3 separate regions of the Pan troglodytes genome follow, and regions 1 and 2 are each linked to region 3. The links are chromatin contacts, called in public Hi-C maps. All regions are on one chromosome and are shown on one strand. The core of a region is the stretch at or near the end of the contact, and the rest is flanking DNA. Distances in the headings are between cores, read along the strand shown. Region 1 overlaps LOC107970337 (a long non-coding RNA gene). Region 2 has its middle 170 kb from the start of MN1. Region 3 overlaps MN1 (MN1 proto-oncogene, transcriptional regulator).

Region 1 (3,059 bases), core at 365-2,864, 220 kb before region 3:
CTGAAATCTGGATTGGGGAGTCTGGGGTGAAACAGACCAAAGCCCGGGGTTTGGGAGAAGTAAATGTTATATTTGGGGGCACTGGTATTTGGACCAATTGGATGCGTCTCAGAAAAAATTCCATTTTGTTCATCAGTAACCCCAGAGAAAAATGTCCAGGGGCAAAAAGGAAATGTCAGAACAGGCCTGCTAGCAAGAAGACAGAACAATCTTTTCATTCCTGTGTTCTGCTACATGCTGCCGATGAAGAAGCTGGTTAAGTTAAATATGAGACATTTCCAGCCAAGATTGTAGGAGCCGGTTTCCAAGCTCAATTTTGCCACTAACTCTCAGCGTGGTATGAACCTTAGTTTCCCCATCAGCAAATTGAGAACTAAAGATATCTTTAAGATTCCTTTCCATTTTAAATGTGTTCAGTCCCCAAGACACCCTCGAGAGGCCAACCTGGCCTGGCTCTCCCCACTGCATGCAGTGGAAACTAAGGCTCAGGAAGGGCAGAGGGCTAGCCCCCAGTCTCATGGTAGCTTCAAACTGGACTCAGCCTTAGAATTCCTGCTTGGACCACAAAATTCAGCTCTCGTGGCAAACTGCCCCCTGCACCATGAGAGCCCAGCAACCTTGCAGAGCAATGGGTCCCTTTCAAGGGTCTGGCTCCTCTCAGCCTGGGGCCGGATGGTGTCACGGAGACATCTGGGGGCAGTCTGGCAACCCCCTCAGCCTCTGGGTCTCTGAGACATCCTGGGCCGTGGTGCACATCTGGCTAGTTGGCCGGAACCACAGCAAACATCTGTGGGAAGGGAGGGAAGGGAGGAAGGAAGCTGGTGCTCCCAGGGTCTGAGGGACAGAGTCCTGGCCCTGCTCCAGATAGCCAGGTAAGCACTTTGGCTTCAGGTTTTGGAATGTGTCTATGAGTCAGTGCATGCATGCACATGGTATACGTGTGTGTACGTGTGTTCGTGTAAGCACTGTGTCTATCGTGTGTTGTATGTGCATGCATGTTGCATATGCATATGTGTTCTTGTGCTGCATCCATGTCTTTGTGTGTGTGTTGCCTGTGTGTTTGCATGCACACATGTATTGTATCTGTGCTTGCTTGTGTGTACATACATGGATAGGTGGATGTGTCTAGGTGTATGTAACAGGGATGTATAGCAGCAAAGACTGAGCTTGAATTCCAGGCCCACCACTTCCTGGCTGTGTGACCCTGAACCAGTTAGTGTACCTCTCTGGGTCCCATTCAGCTCATGAGGCTTTGGGGAGCTAACCCATGAAGACCAATGAACACTGGCCCACAGCAAAAGCTGCATAACTGGCTGCGATTATTCCGCTTCTTTTCCTGCCGGCTGCGTCTCTGGGTGCCGCAAAGATCCAGCCATCAGGGCCGGCTGCTTGTTGATGGGCCTGCATGCCGCCCCCCGTAAATTCAGGAATCGCCTGCCGCAGGAATGCCATATTTCTATCATCTCCCAGACAGCGTCAGCCTTCTCTGAGCTGTTTCCCTTTGGCTCACAGCCAGGTTTAAGAGTTTTACGAAAATTCCCAAGACCTTTAGCCGTCTGGACTTGAGAAGACAGGGCTGCTGTGCTGGGGAGAAAATGAGAGGCTACTGAAGGCAGGAAGCAGGCTGCATTCCTGGTCCCAAGGAGGTGCGGCTGGCGGGAGGCTCAGAAAGCCCAGGACATTCTTCTCCAAGTTAAAAATACGCAGCACGTCAGCTGCAGCAAAGGCCTCTGCAACCTAAATCTATTCCAGAAAGCGGAAAGGTACAGCAGCATAGATGTTTCAGGCTAAGAGGAAAAGAAGGTCGTTCGGTCCCAACACTGAAGGCTCCCAGCCGACCTGTGTCCTCCGCACCGTCACCCCTGACAGCGGTGTTCCTTCCACCAAGTCCGCGCGTCCTTAGCGACATTCTCCAATGCACGGCACCCAGATCTGGGGTTCAAATCCCAGCTCCACCCCTTACTGTGTGTCCTCTGGAGACTTGCTCTACCTCTCTGAGCCTCAGTCCTTTCAACTTTAAAATAGGAACAAGAAGGCATTCCTTAAGAGGTGCACTGAGGGTTAACAGAGATGGTGTCTGTGAAGCGGAGCCTGGTCTCCTTCCAAACTCAGGCAGGGCCTACCCCTGGGTGAGCTCCGCCTCTCCTGACATACACACTTGTTTGAGGGGCAGGGAATGCCCCAGGCTCGGGAGTCAGGAGGTCTCAGCTGTGTTTGCTGTGTGGCTTTAGGCAAATCACTGAACTTTTCTGTGTGACACTCCCACTTCCCCACCCATGAAATAAGATGGTTGAACTGGATCAGTAAGTCCCAAAAAGAGGTTTAAACACCCCAGTGGCTGGGAGATGGTGGTACACAGGCATAAAACTTTTTGTTTTTAATTCTCAAATATTTATTTTTATGTGTATTAAAAATATCACTTCCAATTTGGGATGTCATGGATATTGTTGCTAAGGCTGAGGCTAAAATCTTTTTTAAGTGAGTTAGTGTAAAGTGGATTTAAAGAATGATGTTGGGTTAATAATGGGGCAAAAACTACCTAGGTGGCCATGAAAGACCGAGATTGGGGGATATTCCACCAAGAAGGTAATCTCAACCCCTGGCTTCTCTCCTTCTTGGTTTTGATATTATAAGTAAGGACCTGGCACAGTGGCTTATGCCTGGAATCCCGGCACTTTGGGAGACCAAGGCCGGAGGATAACTTGAGGCCAGGAATTTGAGACCAGCCTGGGCAACATAGTGAGACTGCATCTCTACAAAAAATTTTTTAAATAGCCAGGTGTGATGATGTGTGCCTGCAGTCCCGGCTACTCAGGAGGCTGAGGCAGGAGGATCACTAGAGCCCAGAAGTTGGAGATTGCAGTGAGCTAGGATTGCACCCCAGCACTCCAGCCTGGACTACAGAGCTAGATTCTGTCTCTAGAAAAACTAAAAAATAAAATTATGGGTAAGTCATGGCATCTATGAGCCTTAGTTTCCTAGTCAGTGAAATAAGGATAATAAAAGGTGCCCCCCAAGGCCACGACGAAGGTCTAATGAGAAGATGTCTTGCAAAGCAC
Region 2 (3,170 bases), core at 463-2,962, 170 kb before region 3:
TAAGGACCCTTGTGATGACATTGACCCACCCAGATAATCCAGGATAATTTCTCTATTTCGAGATCCTTAACTTCAAAGTCTCTTTGGCCACATAAGGTAACATATTACAGGTTTCAAGGATTAGGAAGTGGACATCTTGCAGGTGGGAGATGGGGCATTATTCTGTCTACTACAACCACATGGGAGGAAAGTGGCAAAACCAGTTTGAACCAGTCTGACTGGCTCCAAAGTTTGTTTCCTCTACCCCCAGATTCCACCAAGGTCCTAAAGAATAATGGCTAGTGTTGCCAGGTAACATACAGAACAAATCAGATTTTCTTAGTATGAGGATATCCCAAATATTTCATGAGACAGACATACTAATTTTATATATTATTTATCTGAAATTCAAATTTAACTGGAAGTCCTGTGTCTTTTTTTTTTTTTTTTTTTTTTTTTTTTTGAGATAGAGTCTTGCTCTGTCGCCCAGGCTGGAGTGCAGTGGCATGATCTCGGCTCACTGCAACCTCCGCCTCCCAGGTTCAAGCAATTCTCCTGCCTCAGCCCCCTGAGTAGCTGGGACTACAGGTGTCCACCACCATGCCCGGCTAATTTTTTATGTTTTTTTAGTAGAGATGGGGTTTCACCATGTTAGCCAGGATGGTCTCCATCTCCTGACCTCGTGATCCACCCGCCTTGGTCTCCCAAAGTGCTAGGGTTACAGGCGTAAGCCACTGCGCCTGGCCTCCTTTGTCTTTATTTGCTAAATTGGGCAATCCAGAAAAAAAGAATATATATATATGTATCAATCAGAAAGAAAAAGGAGAAAATCTGGGTTCAAGTCTTGGATCCAGCCAGGAATGAACTGGGAGGCTTCATTTCCCCTCTCTGGGCCTCAGTTTGCCCATCTGTAAAATGGAGCAGTAATAGTAACTGCCCCCATCCCCCAAAAATATATGCCATCAATAACACACAGGAGAAAGTGTCTGCACACTGTAGAGAGCTGTGCCCACCAGAGGAGCCAGCTCCACCCCCTCTCCTAATCCCCAGGGCAGGGACTGAAGAGGCTATTCCCAGGGCCCAGCCCAGATGGGGCTTAAACTCCAGTCAGACAGGAGCCAATTTCCCTGGCTCATTATCCCAAACCAAATTAGGGGCAGCCCAGGCTGTGCCACTCATGGCTTAATTGGGACTCACAGACACCCCGCCCCGTGCCTTCTTTCTTTCCCACACCCCTGTCCCCAGCCAGGCCGTGCCTTAGGGGAGCCAGAGGCTGCCTGGGCCTTGCCACCTGGGCCCTCGCAGACGCCCCAGTGTAATCAATTAGACCCAGGCCAGGCTGGCTTGGGATGGGGGCGCCGCTGGGCAGCTGGGCCCAGCATCGATCCCGGCCCCTCTCGACCCCCAGGGAGGGGAGGCAGCCAAGAAAGCCGTGCAGATGGCGGTCTCCACGGCCCTCTGCCCCTACCCCCCACCCCAGAGCTGCCTGTGGGTGTACTCAGCCCGGACAGAGAACGGTGCACCTGGTGGGCTCCGCATGAGCCTGGAGGCTGGACTTTGTTGCTTGGTCCCCAAAAGGGGCAGAAAATATTTAGGAAATGCTGTCCTGCTGGGATCCATGTGTCCCCCCCAACTGGAGTATCCTTCATCCCTCTAAGCCACCTGGAGGCCTGCTCAGGCCCCTATTCTAACCAGGCCAGGCCCCCCAGGGGGAGCCACTCCAGAGGCTCTGAACGCAGCAGGGCAGAGGTGGGGGCAGGGACTTTCTTTGAAGAATCTTCTCCTGGGGCCTCCCCTCTGCTCCCATCCCCCATCACAAAGGTTGGTCAGGCGAGCAGGGCGGGGGGTGGGTGGAGGGAAGACAGGGGACAGGGCTGATGTCAATCAAAGGATTCCCATCTGGGGATCATGAGGAGGCCTGGGGACCCTGGAGGACACTGCCGCCATCAATGCTATCTGAACCCCCACCCACCTCCCACCACCCCAGGCAGCAGGCATGAAAGCTTCGGAACCAGAGAGGGTGGTGTGGAGGGGAAAGGGACCTCCTACATGTGTGTTTTCAGAGGGCTGTGGGGGTAAGACTCTGTTTGCAATGATGCAGTTTCAGGGGGTCCATGTGCCTGAGGCAGGGATTTCTCTGTATCTGGATGACTCTGTATTCCCATGCCAGACACACAGTAGGTGTTAAGAATCATTTGCAAAATGGGAGGCATGTGGGGTCTCTGTTTCTAAGCTCTTATAAGTTGGCCTGGAAGGGAGTGTGCATGTGGGGTGTGTGTATATGTGAATATATGTGTACATGTGAGTGTGTGTATGTATGTATGAGTGCGCATGTGTGTATGTGTTAGTGTGCGTATATGAATGTGTGTATATGTTAGTGTGTGTATATTTGGATGTGTATTTTAGTGTGTGTATGTGAGTGTGTATACATGTGAGTGTGTGTATATGTGACTGCATGGGTGTATATGTAAATATGTGTATCTATGAATGTGTGTATATGTGTGTAAGTTTGTGTATATTTCAGTGTGTATTTTAGTGTGTATGTGTGTAGATGTGTGTGTAGATGTGATTGTGTGTGTATATGTATATGTGAGTATGCATGTGTGTATGTGCGTGTGTGTATATGTAACTGTATGTGTGTATATGTAAATATGTGTATATATGCATGCGTGTGTATGTGTGTAAGTTTGTGTATATTTCAGTGTGTATTTTAGTGTGTATGTGTGTAGATGTGATTGTGTGTGTATATGAGTATGCATGTGTGTATGTGTGTATATGTAAATATGTGTATATATGCATGTGTGTATATGTGTGCATGTTTCTATATATTCAGTGTGTATGTGTGTATATGTGAGTGTGTGTGTATGTGATTGTGTGTGTATATGTGAGTATGCATATGTATGTGAGTGTGTGTATATATGAATGTGTGTATATGTGTGTATATGTTAGTGTGTATATTTGAGTGTGTATTTTAATGTGTGTATGTGAGTGTGTGTATATGTGAGTATGCGTGTGTGTGTGTGTATGTGTGACTCCATGTGGCATTTTTCTCCCTCTGGGCCAGCGTGTGTATTTAACAAAGGACTTGGGGGCTTTGCCTCCCACCTTGGAGTCCCCAGGCCCAGGAGTGCCACTCCGTGTAGACCTCAAGCCTCAGCCTCCATGCTTAGGGAGCTTCTCTGCTCCAGCCC
Region 3 (3,432 bases), core at 695-3,194:
AGGACGGCAGGCCGTGGAAGGAGGCGGCTCGGTTAGGGCTCTGGTCCAGCGGCAGGCATGGGGCCGGCACGGCGTGGCCGGAGGCACCTGAACTGTGGAAGTCCGGGAGGTTCCCCGGTCGCTGCGGGCCGAAGCTCTCAGGCCCCTGGCTCTCCGCCATGTGCTCATAGCCCTCGGCGAAGGGCGGCTGGCTGCCCAGGCCTCCGGCTGCGCCGCCGTAGCCGAGCAGGCGACCCCCGTGCAGGCACGAGGCCCCGGGGTCTGGGCCACCGAAGTTGCCCCCAAAGTGGGGGTGATGCTGGTGGGGATGATGACTTCCCGGGTGGCCGTGGTGAGGCTGCTGGCCGCCAAAGAAGCCGTGCACAGGCTGCGCTTGCAGCCCCCCTGCGTGCAACTCCGAGTGGCCGCGCGCGTGGAAGCCGTAGGGCTCCATGTTCATGCCCAAGATCGGGGGTTCGCCCAGCGCGCTCATAGCAGGATCCACAGGGCCAGGGGGCCCCCCAGTGTGGAAAGCCGGGGCCTTAAAGTGGGTGTTCATGCTCAGTCCGGTCTCGTTAAAGTTCCTCTCGCCCTGGCCAGCGTTCCTGCTGTTGATCTGGGGCTCGAATTGGTCCAGCCCAAACATACTTGGCGGGGGGCAGAGGGGGATCAATAGGGCATGACAGCCGGCTCTCCGCGGCGCGCCTCCGGCCAGCTACTCGTTCCAGCCCAGGATTGGGCGCTCCGGGACGCTCAGCACCGCGGGGGCTCAGCGCGCACCTCCACCCCGCCTGATGTGAGGGACGGGGGGCGGGGTATCAGCTCCTCTCCCGAAGCTCCGATTCTGCCCGGGGAGGGCCTCTCACATCTTGCGAGGCCGCGGGGCCTCTAGGAGCCGTGTTGGGGGGCCCATGCCCCGGGCGGTTGTCACAGCCGCGGGTGGGTCTGCGGGGAGGGGACGAAGCCGCGGATGAACGGAGACAAAAAGTTAAGTGGGGGGAATGGGGAGGGAAGGGGGTTGGGAGAGCAGAGCGATCACCTTCTCAAGTCCGATTGGGTCTGCTGGGGAGCCCCCAGGACGCCGCCCGCAGCCTCCCGGAGTCCGTGGCAGAGCTGCTAAGGGCAGGGGAGGGAGACCCTTCAAAGCCGCGGCTAGCGCCGGGCACCGACAGAGCGGTCCCTCCCCCCGCCCCCCGGAGTCCCCGCGCCCCGCAGCCCGAGCCTCCACCGAGCACGATCCGCTCGCACAATCCCCGTAGGCTCCGGGCGAGCGGCTGCTGCTTCTTCAGCGGGTCGGAGGACTGGAGGCTCCGCTCGGCATCGCCGGTGCCGGCCCCCGAGCTGAGGACGCAGAGGGGCTGCGAGGCGGCAGGCGCCGGGGGCTGGAGACGAGGGTCGGGGAAAGGCGCGGCTCCTCTGCTCGGCAGCGGGTGCGCTGCGCCCGGCGCGCAGCTTCGCGGCCACGTCCGCCGCCTGCCGCTTCTGTTCTCCGCCGTTGGGTGTCTGAGTTCGCCGGAGTCTCCGCGCACCGTTGCAGGCGCGGGAGGGCAGCGAGACGAGGGGTTGGGTCGCTCCAAGGCTCCGGTTCCCTGCCTCCGCGCTGAGGTGCTTCGCGAGTCCCTCTCGGACCTGAGGGAGGGGGGCGTACGCGGGTCGGGGGGCCACGCCGGGCGAGCAGGCTAAGGCGTTCCCGCTGCGCTCTCAGAGCCCGGAATGGGGGGAGGGGGGCGCGGGGGCAGCTCTGGGGGGTCTGCGCACCCCTCTCCCGACTAGCGGGGGGGCTCTGCGTGGGGCGTTCCGAGGGTCTCGGCTCCCCTCTCTGTGTCTGCCTCTCGCCCAGCGCCGGGAGAAGCAGCAACAAGTTTTGCATTTCAGCAATCAATTTCAGCCATTACATTTGCACCAATCAGCGCCGCCCAAGTTCCGGGCCCGGGGCGGGGCTCGCTCTTAAGGTGGTCCGGGGTCCTAGCTGACGAAGCCCCCGCCACGAACCCGCACTACCCCAGCTCTGGGGTCCCCTGCGCCCGCCTCTCCTCGGGGTCCGGCGTCAGTGCGCTGGGGGCGCGCCCCGGCCTCCGGGCGCATCGAGCTGGAGAGGGTGCAGGCGGAGGAGAATGGCGGGAGCTTGGCTTTGTTCACCCCCTTCCCATTCACACTGTTCCCAACTCCCCACCCCCAACTGGAGAGAGACCCACCGGGTGGGCAGGGGGCGGGGAGGTGGGCGGTGAGCGGTACGGGGCGCTCAGACAATGAGGTCGCCAGGCAAAGACCCTGGACTCGCCACGGAAAGTCGCTAAGTGTCTACTGCACTTCGGCTCCGGGGTGAACACTCCGTTCTCCGCTAGCGGCGCCCAAGTTAGCCGGCCCTGGGATTTTCTTGGAGGGTAAAGCAGACGGGGAACCTCGAAGTTAGGGTTCTCCTCGAGAGAACTGGGAGCTTGCTCACTCCTCCGTCACTAGGGCGCTCACAATTGTTCCCCTTCCCCACTGCCTGGGGTTCCCGGTTCTCACCGGCCGGCGTGGGCTCCAAGGAGTCACAGTCACTCAGCCACTTTATGGGGGAGCACATCGGTTGAGCCCAGTAACCGGAGCGACTTGCGAGGCGGCTGGGAACCCCGAGAAGACACGCACGAAGAGGGCGCACCCGCCGGGCCGCACACCTTGCCCTGGGCCACCCGGTCCAAGACCCAGGCCCTCTGCGGGTGCGAAGTTGGCCTCCTTAAGAGATCAATTAAACTGAAGAGGCCGAGGAATGGAATTGGGCTGTGATACTAAAATCAATAGGAGTAATTTAATATCTGCCCTGCTCTTTATGAAATATTTATCCCAATAATCTTAGTTAAAATGTTTAGATCGTCCTGATCCCCACAGAGGCTGAAATCTATCTTGCAATTAGAAGTTGGAAGTTAGAGGTGATGGAGGATAGGGGTGTTTATTCTGTGCGCCTGTGTGCGTGTGCGCGCGCCTGCGTGCGTGCGTGTGTGTGTGCATGCGTGTGTGTGTGTGTGTGTTCCTCCCTAAAGTGTGTGTAGGGAAGGAGGGGGGAGAAGGCCTTTAATTTTCCTTGCCATAAAATAGCACGAGGCGATTTTGCTAGCAGATTCGCATTCTTAGGAGAAGGGCGAAAAAAGAACTTTCTTTGAAGTGCCCCTGATATCGCTATTAAATCTAAATAAAATTAAGCGTGGTGTATGAAAATGCCTTTCCCCCCCACAAAAGAAAGTGTTTATCGCCCGAGTCTGTCTAGCGTTTGCTAAATTACGCATGAAATCTGAAATGAAATAAACGTTATAATAAAACCGACCCCTGAGCCCTTTTTATTTAAAAACCTTAGATTAAGCACTCTACCCTCGCGGGCCGGAGTTAAAAAGTTACCATGTCGTACGCGCAGATTCATTGCTCCCCGGAGTTGCGGCTAGGAAGGCAGTGCTAAGTATGCCAGAACCGACATGC

Evidence for each region. A called contact is a pair of places that touch in the nucleus more often than the background predicts.
Region 1: a Hi-C map of stem cell-derived neural progenitor cells shows a contact between it and region 3, with 2.8 times the contacts expected there. The contact joins two enhancer-like sites. A contact is called at or near these places in 1 of 7 Hi-C or Micro-C datasets (stem cell-derived neural progenitor cells) and 1 of 1 datasets of contacts at active chromatin or transcription factors (stem cell-derived excitatory neurons).
Region 2: a contact with region 3 is called in a Hi-C map of induced pluripotent stem cells, with 2.0 times the contacts expected there. The contact joins two enhancer-like sites. A contact is called at or near these places in 1 of 7 Hi-C or Micro-C datasets (induced pluripotent stem cells) and 1 of 1 datasets of contacts at active chromatin or transcription factors (stem cell-derived excitatory neurons).

What each region holds. Positions count from the first base shown.
Region 1 is chr23:29,734,872-29,737,930 of NHGRI_mPanTro3-v2.0_pri, forward strand. All of the region lies in intron 1 of LOC107970337 (a long non-coding RNA gene), which reads right to left. Among named protein-coding and RNA genes, the nearest start is that of MN1, 230 kb to the right of the region's middle. Within about 2 kb of position 1,615, at least 3 of the 24 cell types and tissues checked have an H3K27ac peak or open chromatin away from gene starts, as enhancers often do. A contact at or near this core is called in stem cell-derived neural progenitor cells, where this site is marked.
Region 2 is chr23:29,788,424-29,791,593 of NHGRI_mPanTro3-v2.0_pri, forward strand. No RefSeq gene overlaps it. Among named protein-coding and RNA genes, the nearest start is that of MN1, 170 kb to the right of the region's middle. Within about 2 kb of position 1,713, at least 4 of the 24 cell types and tissues checked have an H3K27ac peak or open chromatin away from gene starts, as enhancers often do. A contact at or near this core is called in induced pluripotent stem cells, where this site is marked.
Region 3 is chr23:29,953,992-29,957,423 of NHGRI_mPanTro3-v2.0_pri, forward strand. It overlaps MN1 (MN1 proto-oncogene, transcriptional regulator), which reads right to left. Exons shown (of 2, transcript XM_016938877.4): 1 at 1-3,432. The coding sequence starts at 625. Among named protein-coding and RNA genes, the nearest start is that of MN1, 8.9 kb to the right of the region's middle. Within about 2 kb of position 1,945, at least 14 of the 24 cell types and tissues checked have an H3K27ac peak or open chromatin away from gene starts, as enhancers often do. A contact at or near this core is called in induced pluripotent stem cells and stem cell-derived neural progenitor cells, where this site is marked.